Linked DNA regions of Mus musculus: all the other regions are linked to region 2. Evidence: chromatin contacts called from public promoter capture Hi-C data. All regions are on one chromosome and are shown on one strand. Each heading gives the region's core, a stretch centred on a gene start, on an enhancer-like site or on the middle of the called end of the contact. The rest is flanking DNA. Distances are from core to core; before and after follow the strand shown.

The links. Promoter capture Hi-C pulls out the DNA fragments that hold promoters and counts their contacts.
Region 1: a promoter capture Hi-C map of liver shows a contact between it and region 2, with 2.9 times the contacts expected there. The contact joins the enhancer-like site here to the promoter of Bmp8b in region 2. A contact is called at or near these places in 5 of 39 promoter capture datasets (frontonasal cranial neural crest, hippocampal neurons, liver and 1 more).
Region 3: a promoter capture Hi-C map of liver shows a contact between it and region 2, with 5 times the contacts expected there. The contact joins the enhancer-like site here to the promoter of Bmp8b in region 2. A contact is called at or near these places in 2 of 39 promoter capture datasets (hippocampal neurons and liver), 1 of 115 datasets of contacts at active chromatin or transcription factors (large pre-B cells) and 1 of 9 other capture datasets (embryonic stem cells).

Annotation. Positions count from the first base shown.
Region 1 is chr4:120,803,171-120,807,083 of GRCm38.p6, reverse strand. The region is part of intron 1 of Nfyc (nuclear transcription factor-Y gamma); the gene reads left to right. Among named protein-coding and RNA genes, the nearest start is that of Nfyc, 21 kb to the left of the region's middle. Within about 2 kb of position 1,418, at least 8 of the 459 cell types and tissues checked have an H3K27ac peak or open chromatin away from gene starts, as enhancers often do. A contact at or near this core is called in liver, where this site is marked.
Region 2 is chr4:123,103,613-123,108,192 of GRCm38.p6, reverse strand. Bmp8b (bone morphogenetic protein 8b) reads right to left here and starts at 3,032. Exons shown (of 7, transcript NM_007559.5): 1 at 2,518-3,032. The coding sequence starts at 2,842.
Region 3 is chr4:120,968,091-120,972,266 of GRCm38.p6, reverse strand. Smap2 (small ArfGAP 2) reads left to right here. Exons shown (of 10, transcript NM_133716.3): 9 at 61-377; 10 at 2,603-3,950. The coding sequence ends at 2,728. Among named protein-coding and RNA genes, the nearest start is that of Mir7015, 3.1 kb to the left of the region's middle. Within about 2 kb of position 2,671, at least 12 of the 459 cell types and tissues checked have an H3K27ac peak or open chromatin away from gene starts, as enhancers often do. A contact at or near this core is called in liver, where this site is marked.

The DNA of each region.
Region 1 (3,913 bases), core at 169-2,668, 2.3 Mb after region 2:
ACAAACAAAACCCAAACAAACAAATAAAACAACCATGTTAGAGACTGCCTATAACTAGGCATCCATAACAAGGTAGACATGTTATTTAGCCCTCATCTTCCTCAGGATGTTTTGAGTCCCGTGTGTGCATGATACATGAGAGCATCATTTTAAGCTCATATATATGCAAGAACCTAAAGATATGGAGGCACTCCCTCTGATCTTACTGGGTAGTTCCTTGAAATGTGTGTGTACAGAAATGTATATCTCCATCCAGTGCAAAGATTAGATTCCTGGCTTGCATTGGATATAGTGTTACTGATAATAATTTTGACAAGTCTGAAGTGTGAAGCCAACGAAAAGTACATGTGTAGGAATTTGGCAGTGCTTGTTTAGCAGATAATTTACATCCCAAAAGAGTCTTAGTTGAGAACCACTGATCTATATGATCTAGCAGAATTTTCACTATAAACTACCTGTATATAGGTTCTAAGTTAAATATGTTGTAATTATCTTCAATAGAAAAGAAAGACATGAACTTGTCACTAGAGAAATAATGGTAAATTTCAAGCTGTCTTACTTGGTTATTTTTATCCTGAATTCTTGTGAATTTTTTTTCTTGGTAATTAACTGGCCAGATTCCTATTCAGCTACTCTCAACAATGGCTAAGCTTATAACAGTGTGCAGTATTTATATGAATCAGTGATTTAGTATTCTTATTTGGTACTTACTAATGTAGGTAGGACAGAAAATGATCTCCATTTTGAGGGTGAGGAAGCAGGGGCACAGCCTGATGAAATGAGCCCAGTGCGTTCTACACTGCCCTTCCTTATTATATAGGAAAACTGTCCACTCTGCTTCACCTTTCTGGTGAAAACTCTCCTGCCGAAAGACAGAAGCTTGATTTTTGGGGGGGTGAAGGGGGATTAGGGATGGCTCATGCTCATATGCTACTACTTGGGAAGTCTAGGCAGGGGGATTACCAAAAATTCAGGATCATCTTTTTTTATAGAGTGAGGATCCCCACCCCACCCCCACATACCCTGTCCTCCCAGTCTAAAAAAAGGTTGCAGGGTGGGGGCAAAAGCCAAGTGGTTGTTTGCACATGCCTTTAATCCCTAATCCTCAGGACTGAAGGTCTCTGAACTCAAGGCTAGCCAGGGCTACACAGAGACATCTTGGCTGGAAAAAACAACAACAAGAAAATTCAGCCAAAGGGACACAAGAAAATTTCTTAAAGAGTTCTCAGTCTTTTTTTTTTTTTTTAAAGAGTTCTCAATCTTAAGGAACAAATGCATAGTAAGATTGAATTACTTTGAAAGCTTTTATTGAAAAAGGTGGCTTTAGTCACTTTTCAGAACAAATTACAGGTAGATACTTTGGACAGTAATACATATTTGGGGAATTGCCTTCTGTGACTCCAAAGTTCACTACAGTCATACAAATAGATGCTTCCCAAAATAGATAACTTGGTTAGATCAGGGTTAGCATTTCTGCAGTACTTTTCAGCCATACAGGGCCACAATATGTAGTATGAATTGGGTTCTTCACTTAAACCACGGAGATCAGTATTTTTAAAATGAGAAATGACTGAACAGTCTGCTTTAGATGTCCTAGCTGTGATTTATAATTCTTGCTTCACCCCTAGTATCTGTGCAGCTATTGAAACATCTATAGTGGAGGACTGACTAAGGCTGTTGGGTATTATAGTTTACCAAGCCCCAGAAAGTGAGTTGGGTCTACAAGGTCTTTCAGTTTCCACTACTGGCTGGTAACCCATTGGTCTAATCTTAGTCCTCGAAGGATTCTGCAGCTTACCAAACTTGGAAACTTTAATCAGTTTCCACCTTGAAAAGAATATAACAATCTGTTAGCTTTGCATTAGAGATCTCAAAATTATTAGAAGCAACAACAAAAAAAGATATGTGTTCCAGCATGAGAAAAATCCAAAAATTCTTTAATTTTGTTTACCAATTAAAGAAATAGATTTATTTTTCTTTCTCTGTATGTGTGTGCATGTACTCACAGTGGCCAGGAGAGGATAACAAATCCCTTGGAGCTGGAGTTCAGGAAGTGAGCCTCCTGATGGGGATGCTGAGACCTAAGCCCTAGTTCCTCTGCCAGAGCAGCAAACCTTCAAAACACTGAGATATCTTTCTTTGTTGTTGTTGTTGTTTTGAGACAGGGTCTCACTGTGTAGCCTTGGCTTGCCTAGGCTACTTAAACCGGGCTGACCTTGAACTCACAAATCCACATATCTCCTGAGTGTTGGAATTAAAGTCATGCACCACCATGCCCAGCTTGAATAACCAATCTTAATAAAGAGAACTTGAATGAAGAAGCACAGGACTATCTAGGCAGGAGAATGGCTGCAAGTTTGAGGCCAGCCTAGGAAGCTGGGTATGGTGACATTTGCCTATCTTTAATCCCACTGCTGGAAAGGTGGAGACAGGTGAATTGCAGCCTGTTTACATAAATTCTGGACTCCAGGTCAGTGAGAAATGCTATCTCAGAAGATAAGGGTCTGGAGAGATGCTTTAGCAATTAGGGACACTGACTATTCTTCCAGAGGACCTGTGTTCAAATCCCAGCACCTACATGTTATAGCTCACAACTGTCTATAATCTAGTTAAAGGAGGTCTAATATCCCTTTCTGTCCTCCAAGGGTACCAAACAAGCAAGTAGTACATAGATATACATGTAAGCAAAACACCAATACACATTTTTTTTAAAGTGAAAATATGGTGGTGAGGCCTGGAGATACAACTTAGTTGGGGTGTTTGCCTGGCATATATTGAGCTTTGGGTTTGATTCCCAGCAACTCATAAACTGGGTCTGGTGATATAGAAGGTGGATGCAAGACGGATCATAAATTCAAGGATGGTATAGCAAGTTCAAGTCCAGTTTCATACACAAGAGTACAGGACATGGGTTCAAATTCTAGCTCTGACATCGACTTATTCTTCCAGAGGACCTGTGTTCAAATCCCAGCACCTACATGTTAGGCCCTGGCCAAGTCTCTCAGTCTACCTGGATTAATCTGTCAGGTGGGAGTATTTGTACCTGTGCTCAGTTTCTTATGTTTGTAGTGAGGACAAAATAAGTGAATGTGAAATTACTTCAGAAGTATAAAGGGTAAGACTGTAGAAATGACTCGGTCAGTCATGGGTTTTTTTAGTTTGATTGTACAAGCATGAGGATATGAGTATGGATTCCCAGCACTCACGTACAAAGCTAGGTGTGGCTTTGTGTACCTGTAACCCCAGGAGTCGGAAGGCCGAGGCAGGAGCTCTGTGAGGCTTGTTATAGACAACCATTCCAACAAAAACATCTTAAAAACTAGAGATCAAGGAAGACACCCAGTGTCAACTTCTGCCCTTCATATGTGTCAGTACACCCATGCACATACTTAACGTACAAAAGTGTAAAAGATACACAGTTGTTGGAGATTAATGTAACATTATTTCACATAGAAGTGGGGGATTTGGTTTTTGGTTGTCTTGGAGGATCAGTTCCTCCCACTCTTTTTTTTTTTAAAGATTTATTTATTTTATTATATGTAAGTACACTGTAGCTGTCTTCAGATACTCCAAAGAGGGCGTCAGATCTTGTTACAGATGGTTGTGAGCCACCATGTGGTTGCTGGGATTTGAACTCAGGACCTTTGGAAGAGCAGTTGGTGCTCTTAACTACTGAACCATCTCACCAGCCCGCTCCCACTCTTAATAATCAGTATAATTTGTGCTCCTCCAGAGCACCCAGGTTCAATTCCCAGTACCCATGTGCTATCTGTAACTCTAATTCCAGAGGAACTTATGCTTTCTTTTGGCTTCTGCAGGCACTGCACACAACTGGTGCACAGACATATACACAGGCCAAAAAAAAAAAAAAAAAAAAACCCAAACAAGCAAAACAAAAAAAGATATACATAAA
Region 2 (4,580 bases), core at 1,783-4,282:
TCTGTTGTGATCCCGCATGGACTCTACCTGGCTTGCCAACAGAACAGCATCTGGGAGCATGTGTGACACACAGGGCTTGGTAGCCACCAGGTAAACATCACTGTGGTTGGGAATGTTTACTAATGTGGCCAATGTGCCAAAATAAAGAAGGCACTTTGATTGAGTTCCCCATGCTGAGTCTTCACTGAACAAAGACCTGGTTTGTTTGTTTGTTTGTTTGTTTTTTGTTTGTTTTTTGGTTTTTTTATTTTTTTGATTTTTGAGACAGGGTTTCTCTGTATAGCCCTGGCTGGCCTTGAACTCAGACATCCACCTGCCTCTGCCTCCCAAGTGTTGGGACTAAAGGTGTGCGCCACCACTGCCCGGCTAAGACCTGCTTTTTAGTTCCATGGATCCTACTGCACACTCAGGTAAAATGGTAGGAAATACAATCCATAGTTTGGAATTCATAACTATGGATGTGGCTTTGGACATGCTATGTGTGCCTGGGCTAGCCATTTAACCTGAGTCCATAAAGCAGGGATTCCCAAATAATTCACATGCTGTTGCTAGGAGCCAACAACAAATGGAAGAAGGTGAAAGGTCAAAGATCTTCTGGACTGGAAGAAAATTCTAAGCTTTCGGTTGGCTTTTAGCATCTAGGTTTAAATGTCTACAAGACAGACACACGGAACATTGACCTCATGCCCCCTTTCTGTGCTTGTATGACACAGGGTCTCACTCTGATGCCCAGACTGGCCTTGAAGCTGTAGCAATTCTCCTGTCTCAGCCTCCTGAGTGCTGGGATTACAAGCATGAGTCACCATGACCTTGAGAACTATGTTGTCCTGTGTACAGAGCGGAGCTGCTGGTAGCATAAATAGGGATCATCAGGGCTAGGTTGACTCTCCACCGGCTTTCTGCTTGTCCATTTGTCACCTCTAGTGATCTACTAGGAATCCCAGAAGGGAGTAATGTCCAGCCTGGAGAGAGCAAATGACATCCCCAAAGGCCCATTTTGGTATTGGGCCCTGCTCTGTTCACAGCAGCTATTCCCACCAGGGCTGTTCATGTCTTGACCCAAAGAGAAAGTTGGGGGAGGGGAGTAAGGCCTGGGCTGGGTGGTGACTCATTTTGATCAGAGATTCCCCTGGGGACATTCTTGGGCAATGCTATGCTCAGTTTTTCTATTCCTGCACTATAGGTCAGCCTGTCCTGAGGATGGAGAGCCAGTTTCAAGTCCCACATGTAGTGTGTCCTAAGGACGCAAGCCTGGTCTTTAAGCAGAAATGTTGGTTGTATCGAGATCCCACTGGCTGCAGCCCCTCTTAGCCATGGGCTCTCAGTGCTGCCAGAGAACCTTCTTGTCCTTCACTGTGCTCCACCCCCACCCCCTCCCCCAGACCCCTCCCCCACTCCCACCCCCACCTCACCTTAGCCACCAGTAGAGCAGAGAGCAGAGGTTTGGTTGTCCTTTTCCTACCTTAAGGTGGCCTGCCGCTACCCACCCCCACACTCTGCTTACAGTCTGGAAAGTTCTCCTTCCCCTGGAGGGAATGTCACAAAACTGAGCACTGGATGCAGACCCACGCAGCCCGGGCCTTATCAGGTAGTTTCCAGGCGGCCACTGCTTTCCTCACCTTGCCTGGGAAATAAGAGACTGTGCCTGCTGGGAGGGCGAGCAGCTCCTCGGGTACAGAGGCTGGTGGCCATGCCAAGGCCCTTCCTTGCTTGCCCTGCTCTCAGCTCAAGTCCTGGTACCCAGTCCTAGCCCCAGGCTGTCTGTTACAGACAGGAGCAAAGCAGGTAGGGACTGAACCAACAGTAAATGCTTATGGCTACAGATAAAAGTTTTGGGGAAAAGACCTTTAAGACTCGTAGGAGAAAGTGGTCCTGATGTCTACAGGTCCCTGGAGAAAGGAGGAGCCACGCTTCGGGAGAATGGACTCACAGCTGCCCCTTGGGTCACTCACTGGCCTGAACACTCTCCGTGCCAGGCCAAGGTCCAGCTGCTAGGGCCCAGGCCCACAGGACTACAGTCATGTCTGAGTCTGTCCACTCCACCTCCTGACACTGCACCCCACCCACCAGTTCCTACTACACAGAAAGAGCCCGCCATCCGGGCGTGAGGGTCAGCTCTGGTCACTTTGATATGACCACAGGTTTCCACACTGAACTTTGTCCCTCTCTTCAGGGCTGCTTTTATCACAGTGACAGCATCATTTACTCATCAGTCTCCCCAGGACTGACTTCCGGTGCCACCTAGGGGACCTGGGCATCACCAGATAACTACTCCTAGGCATCATGGTGAGACAAGGCCTGGGGAACCTGCGCTAGCACTCAGACCTTCCAGTCCTGACCCCTGTAGTCCTTGCTTCCCGGGTGATGAGTCTGCCACATAGCGATTCCCTAAGCAGGGTCCTCACGCTCCTAGAGGCCTATCCCCAGTCAGATGGCTAGAATAGTCCCTCCAAGACAGGAAGCCATGCGCTCTCCACGTGGAGACTGCGGACACCCTGGGTCCCTCTGCACACTCACCTATGTTGACAAAGCTCATAATCAGGTCAGCACGGTCCAAGTGAGGCTGCGGGGTCCCACCGCCACTGTCATCCGTCATGGCACGGTACAGGTCCAACATAAAGAGGGGCGCAGACGCTGGCTGCTGGGCAGCCCCGACCGGTGCTCGGGATCGGGGCCGCCCCGGCAGCCCCAGCACCTCCCGAATCTCGCGCTGCATGTCGCGGGGCTCGCGTACTCCTAGTCGACGCTGGGGAAAGACGTGCGGGGGATGCGAGAGGTGACCGCCGCCCAACACGCACAGAGCCAGGCCCAGTAGCCATAGGAGTCCCGGACGCGCAGCCATCTCGGACGTTTAGCGGACTCGCATCCAGCGACGCCTCGACGACAAGGATGGGACAGCGCCGCGGATCCCGAGTTCGCACCTGTCGCGGGCAGCTCTAAGACGACTGCGCTCCACGCGCTCCGCAGGCAGCAGCCCAGCCTGTAGGTCCCGCAGAGCAACGTGGGCCCGCGCGGTAGGGAATAGCGAGTGTCCGGAGCAGGACCGACTTTCGGGGACTAGAACCCGGAGCGCTTCCTCGGCTCCTCCCCTTAGTGAACTCAACCAATGGGGGCTCTGGGGCGGGCCCGAGCGCGGACACACGTCTACAGGGTGTCTGTACCGCTACTACTAAAGGTGGGGGTGGAGGGAGCGAGTGGGACCCGGAGGTAGGTATCACCGGTCGGGGAGAAGCCATCATGGGTGTCCTGGGCCCCCATCCATCTGCCTGGGCACACTCCGGGCTCCGCGCGGAGACGTCGGTGTCTCTGAAGCAGACACCTGCACCTTGGAGCGAATTGCTTAGAGTTGGGAGAGCGCCCAAGTCCGGGAGCTGGGGTGGGCCCCACATGTCTCCGGAAGCGCCCATTGGACTGGCCGTCGGGGCGGGGCGGATGCCAACCATGCCTCGAGGGTGGGGCACATTCTGTCGCCAGAAGCTGCCAGGGCCCGGACTCCGCCGCTCCTGTCTGCTAGGTGCCTTCCCCGCTGTCCGGGGAAGACGCCTCCTTCACCGATGAGCGCTGGTTCTGTGCGCCAAGCTATTCTCTGCCAGGCCCAGACAGACCACACTGCTGGCTAATCCAACCTCAGATTGACTCTGGAGTATCCGGGAGGGAAACCCAGGCACACAGAGCTTAAACACCTTCCCTCAGGCCGCACAACAATGGAACTAGAAAGCTTCAGGCACTGGGTGGTTGGCTGCTGGAGAGGCTACCAAGAGGGATATGCGTTAAAGGGCTTAACAGACAGTGCGCTACATAAGGGTTTTGACCAACTATGAATTCTTTAGCGTGGATTCAAAATAATATTCCAAATAAATCACACCACCAAAATCATCTTGATGTGATCCCCTAAACGGTTTAAAAAAAAAAAAAAGATTTATTTATTTATTTGATGTTTGTGACTACACTGTCGCTGTCTTCAGACACACCAGAAGAGGGCATCAGAATCCATTACGGATGGTTGTGAGCCATCGTGTGGTTGTTGGGAATTGAACTCAGGACCTCTGAAAGAGCAGTCAGTGCTCTTAACCACTGAGCCATCTCTCCAGCCCCTCAAAGATTTAAATGTCAATTAAATCCTTAATGCAATCTTTCAGTTGTGCCTCAAGCACACACTAGTCTTATAACCGAATCAACAGGTCAATTTCCATACTATTTCAAAGTCCCATAAAGACAATGGATATGCCAACTAACCATTGAAAATGGCTAGGTGAGACAGAACAAAGATACTGAAGGCAAGGATAGGTTGAAATGAGGATGGACTTAGGTGCTGATGCTGGAGGCGGGTAGAGCTCTCTCTCTCTCTCTCTCTCTCTCTCTCTCTCTCTCTCTCTCTCTCGTGTGTGTGTGTGTGTGTGTGTGTGTGTGTGTGTGTGTGTTGCGTTGCAGTACTGGGGATTGCAACCAGAGCCTTCTACAGGCTAAATGAATGCCCAAACACTGAGCTAAACTCTCAGCCTTGTACATTAGTTACCACACAAAACATGACCCCATTTGCTGTACTCAATGATGCTTTGCCATTGTACTTCTCAAATATT
Region 3 (4,176 bases), core at 1,422-3,921, 2.1 Mb after region 2:
AGTATGTGGGCCGACTGTGTCTTCTCCTCTGACAGACCCATATGTGTGTTTTCTTGGCAGCAATGTTCATGGCTCCTGCTCAGATGGCATACCCCACAGCTTACCCCAGTTTCCCCGGGGTTACACCACCTAACAGCATCATGGGGGGCATGGTGCCTCCGCCAGTAGGCATGGTAGCTCAACCGGGAGCCTCTGGAATGCTAACCCCTATGGCCATGCCTGCAGGCTATATGGGGGGCATGCAGGCGTCCATGATGGGTGTGCCGAACGGGATGATGACCACTCAGCAGGCCGGCTACATGGCAAGCATGGCAGCTATGCCGCAGACTGTGTATGGAGTTCAGCCAGCTCAGCAACTGCAATGGAACCTTACTCAGGTAAGCAGCCTCACTGTGCCTGGGACAAGACTTCAGAGCCTTCCTCAGTGTCTGACCTGGTGCCACTCCTGGATCCCCCAAATCTTCCTTATATAGACAAGCTAATGCCAAAGATATACCTTGTTTTTATTTCCCTGGAAGGCCTGGCAGAAGTTAGAGATTCCTGAGTTTCTGTAGGAACTAAGTCTGAGTCTCTCCACAACTTCTCCAAAACGAAATCAAACCTCTACAGACAAGCAAGGAGTACAAATAAAACCACTGTTGCGGGCTTCAGTGACGTGATACTTGGCACAAGAGCATCCTATCTCACTGAGCCAGCACCTCAAAGGAAACTGTGCAAAAAGAAGAGAGGGAGTAAAGGCCTAGAGGTGACTGAGCCAGGAAGAGAAAGTCCCATCCTGGTGTAGGCCTACGTGGGGCAGACTGAAGGCATGGAGAGTAAACCTCTCATTAACTGGGCTTTGCAGTTAACAAGAGACACACAGGTGTCTAGGTTGGTTACTTGGGAAGGCATTGTGTAGCGGGAGGCCAGCAGGAGGTAGGAGGAGGAAAGTCTTACTGCTTTCTTTTCTTTTTTTTTTTTTTTTCTTTTTCAAGACAGGGTTTCTCTGTGTAGCCCTAGCTGTCCAGGCTGGCCTCAAAGTCACAGAGATCTGTCTGCCTCTGCCTCTGCCTCCCCAGTGGTGGGATTCAAGACATGCTCTATCCCCGCCCAACAGGAAGATCCATCTTATATATTTGGAGAAACTGATGCACAGCAGTCAACTTTGTTTGTTTGTTTGTTTGTTTGTTTGTTTGTCTGTTTGTTTCTCTCTCTCTCTCTCTCTCTCTCTCTCTCTCTCTCTCTCTGTGTCTAAGATTTTACTTATTTTACGTATATGAGTACACTGTAGCCGTCTTCAGACATACCAGAAGAGGGCATCGGATCCCATTACAGATGGTTGTGAGCCACCATGTGATTGCAGGGATTTGAACTCAGGATCTCTGGAAGAGGAGTCAGGGCTCTTAACCGTTGAGCCATCTGTCCAGCCCAGCAGTCAACTTTCAAATATCAGGAAGCTTTTATGACTTAAAGAACAAGAAAATTCCATGAACTGAGGCCACCTCTGTACATGTCTCCCTACACAAGTCTATCAGCCATACATTAAACAAGGAGTCAACACCCAGGCTGACAATAGGCTTTAGATCAGAGGAAAGGGCTGAAACAGTGACGTGTGGACTGTTGTGGCACCGTGACATTCCTTGGGTGTGCTACAGAGTGATTCTGGGAGCGCGTTCATCCTCATGAGGTGCCTCCTGACCTCCAAGAGGTGAATGGTACGATGCCTGCAGCTTGTGGTTTCCCTCAAAATTATTTTAAAGGTTTTGTATACATATACATGTATGGATGATTCACACACACACACACACACACGGAAAATTTTTAACAGCTAGTAAATTTAAAGATGAAACGTGGATTTTTGTTATATTATTTTTCCAGTTTTTACCTAATTTTCAATTTTAAGGAAAACTGAAAATTTTTTGAAAAGTTTATGGAAAAAGAAGAGTTTATTTATACAGCAAACATACTGGACTCAGGGGACTTATAATTATTTATCTAACAGATTGTCAGTTTGTGTTTCAATCTAATTACAAGGAAGTCCCTACTGGCCAGCATAGTAGCACAAGTCCCTAATCCTAGTGGACTCATGTGCCACTCCTAGTGCCACTTATGTGGCAGAGGCTAGATAATCACTGCAAGTCTGAGCCCAGCCTGATATACAAGGTGAGTTCCTGGCTAGTCAGTAATACACAGTGAGACCCTGTCTTAACCAAACAGCAAAAAGGAGACTCTGTCCCACCCATCTGCACTCTCCTGGTTGGAGATGGAAGACTTGCAGGTTGTTTCCCATTCTTCCTTTGTTTATTCAGTAGGAAGCCCCATCACCCCACATTCCCAAGCAAGCATGCCTAAGCACTGACACTGGCAGTGATGCCCTCTGCTGGTGATGAGGTGGAGCACTAGCAGGAGTCTGTCTCTGGACTCTGCAGGGCAAGCTGTGGCCAGCTGACAATAGTCCCTTCAGTGAGGATATGAGGAGAGTCCTGGAAAAGAAGAGACGTTCACTGGAGGCATTTCTGCTGACCAGACTCAGGAGTCCTTCTTACCTCCCACAACAGAAGGACCCTTCCCCTGCTCTGTGCAGTGCCCATGGCCTGATCTGAAAAATCTCTGTCCTTTTCAGATGACCCAGCAAATGGCTGGGATGAACTTCTACGGAGCCAACGGCATGATGAACTATGGACAGTCAATGGGCGGTGGAAATGGCCAGGCAGCCAATCAGACTCTCAGTCCTCAGATGTGGAAATAAAAGCAAAGCACCTGTATGGCTGCCACTCTTTTTGACCCTTGCTTTCCTCCCTCCTCTTTTTCCCCCAGCCTTCCCCTTTCCTTTTTCCTACCTCTCTCTGTTCGGTTTAGAAACTGATCATAAGTCATATGTTGTTTGGCATTCTGCCTAACCCAGTCTCCCTTCCCAGAGTCATGGACCTCTCTGTTGCTTTATGTTGGTCATGTCCCTGACTGTCCAGATTTCCTCCCACCCCACCCCACCCTCTCCCAGCACCAGCACCTTAGAAACTATTGGCAGAAGAGGGCACATGAGCTGCGGGAGAGTGTATACACTGATCAGTACCTCCCTTGAGGCTGAGCTTCCTCGCAGACCCACAGAAAGGTCTATAAAGGACAAGTGCTTGGCAGAGGGGAAAGTAGAAAGGGTCTTTATTGGCTATAAGCTGTTTCTAAGTGCTGAGAGTTTTGCTTGAAGAGGGAGCGAGCCATCAAGTTCCCAGCTTTTCAGGAATGAAAGAAGTTCAGCAGTCAGATAATCCTTGTGTCTTGGGTCAGTTTGGCCCTGGCCCTAGAGTGAGGCAAGCCCTTCCTATGAAGATGAGCAAAAATATTATTCCACTTCACTCTGAGTGCTTTCAGGATCTGGGGCTTCAAGACTCACTGCTTCAGTCAGCCTTCATTAGCACCAAAGACTCCATGAAGGTCGTCCCCCACACAAACATACCCCTTGCGCACCTTCTGCCTACTTTGAGCCGGATCTGGCCTGTGACTAGAAGACCAACCCCTACGAGGAAATGTGGAGCTCAACGTGTGCACTGCTTGTATGCGTGTGGATGTGTGGATCCCACCTGCCGCCTCCCCATCTGCTCTGGGTGTATTTTTGTTTTTTATAGTTCTAGGTTTACAACAGAGAGGAGTTAATTTATCAACAGCCTAAAACTGTTGCCAGGTCATCTTACAGTTTAAAACATGCCATCTCATCGGTAGTCCCTGCTCTTTTCCCTCTCCCATCTGCCAGTCTCTCTGTGCCCTCGTGTCTGAGTGCTGTTTGCCCACCTTTTCCAGGTGTAAGAGGCAGAGAGCCTGGACAGCTTTCTCTCTCAGCCATTGTTCACCCCACTTGAAAATTCAAACAAGAAAACTTTGCTTCAAAGATCTCATGTGTGGGAACCACAGCGCCTGGTTGCCTTTCTCCTGTGTATGTGTAAATTCCTTAATAAATATTGCAGGGAAAGACCCTTTTTGCTCGGCTGTCACTGTGTTACTCTTGGAAGACAGTGAGACATACACAGGATTTCTGCTTTCCAAGAGCAGCTGCTGCCTTCACCTTTGCATCTTAAAGAATTCTGTTTTTAGTACCAAGGGCAGGCCAGTCCAGAACACAGAAAGACCTTTCTTCAGTGACAGTGGGAGCCATGAGCTGAGGGGCCTGGAGCTCTGCACTGTAAGGGTCATAGAACATTAGGA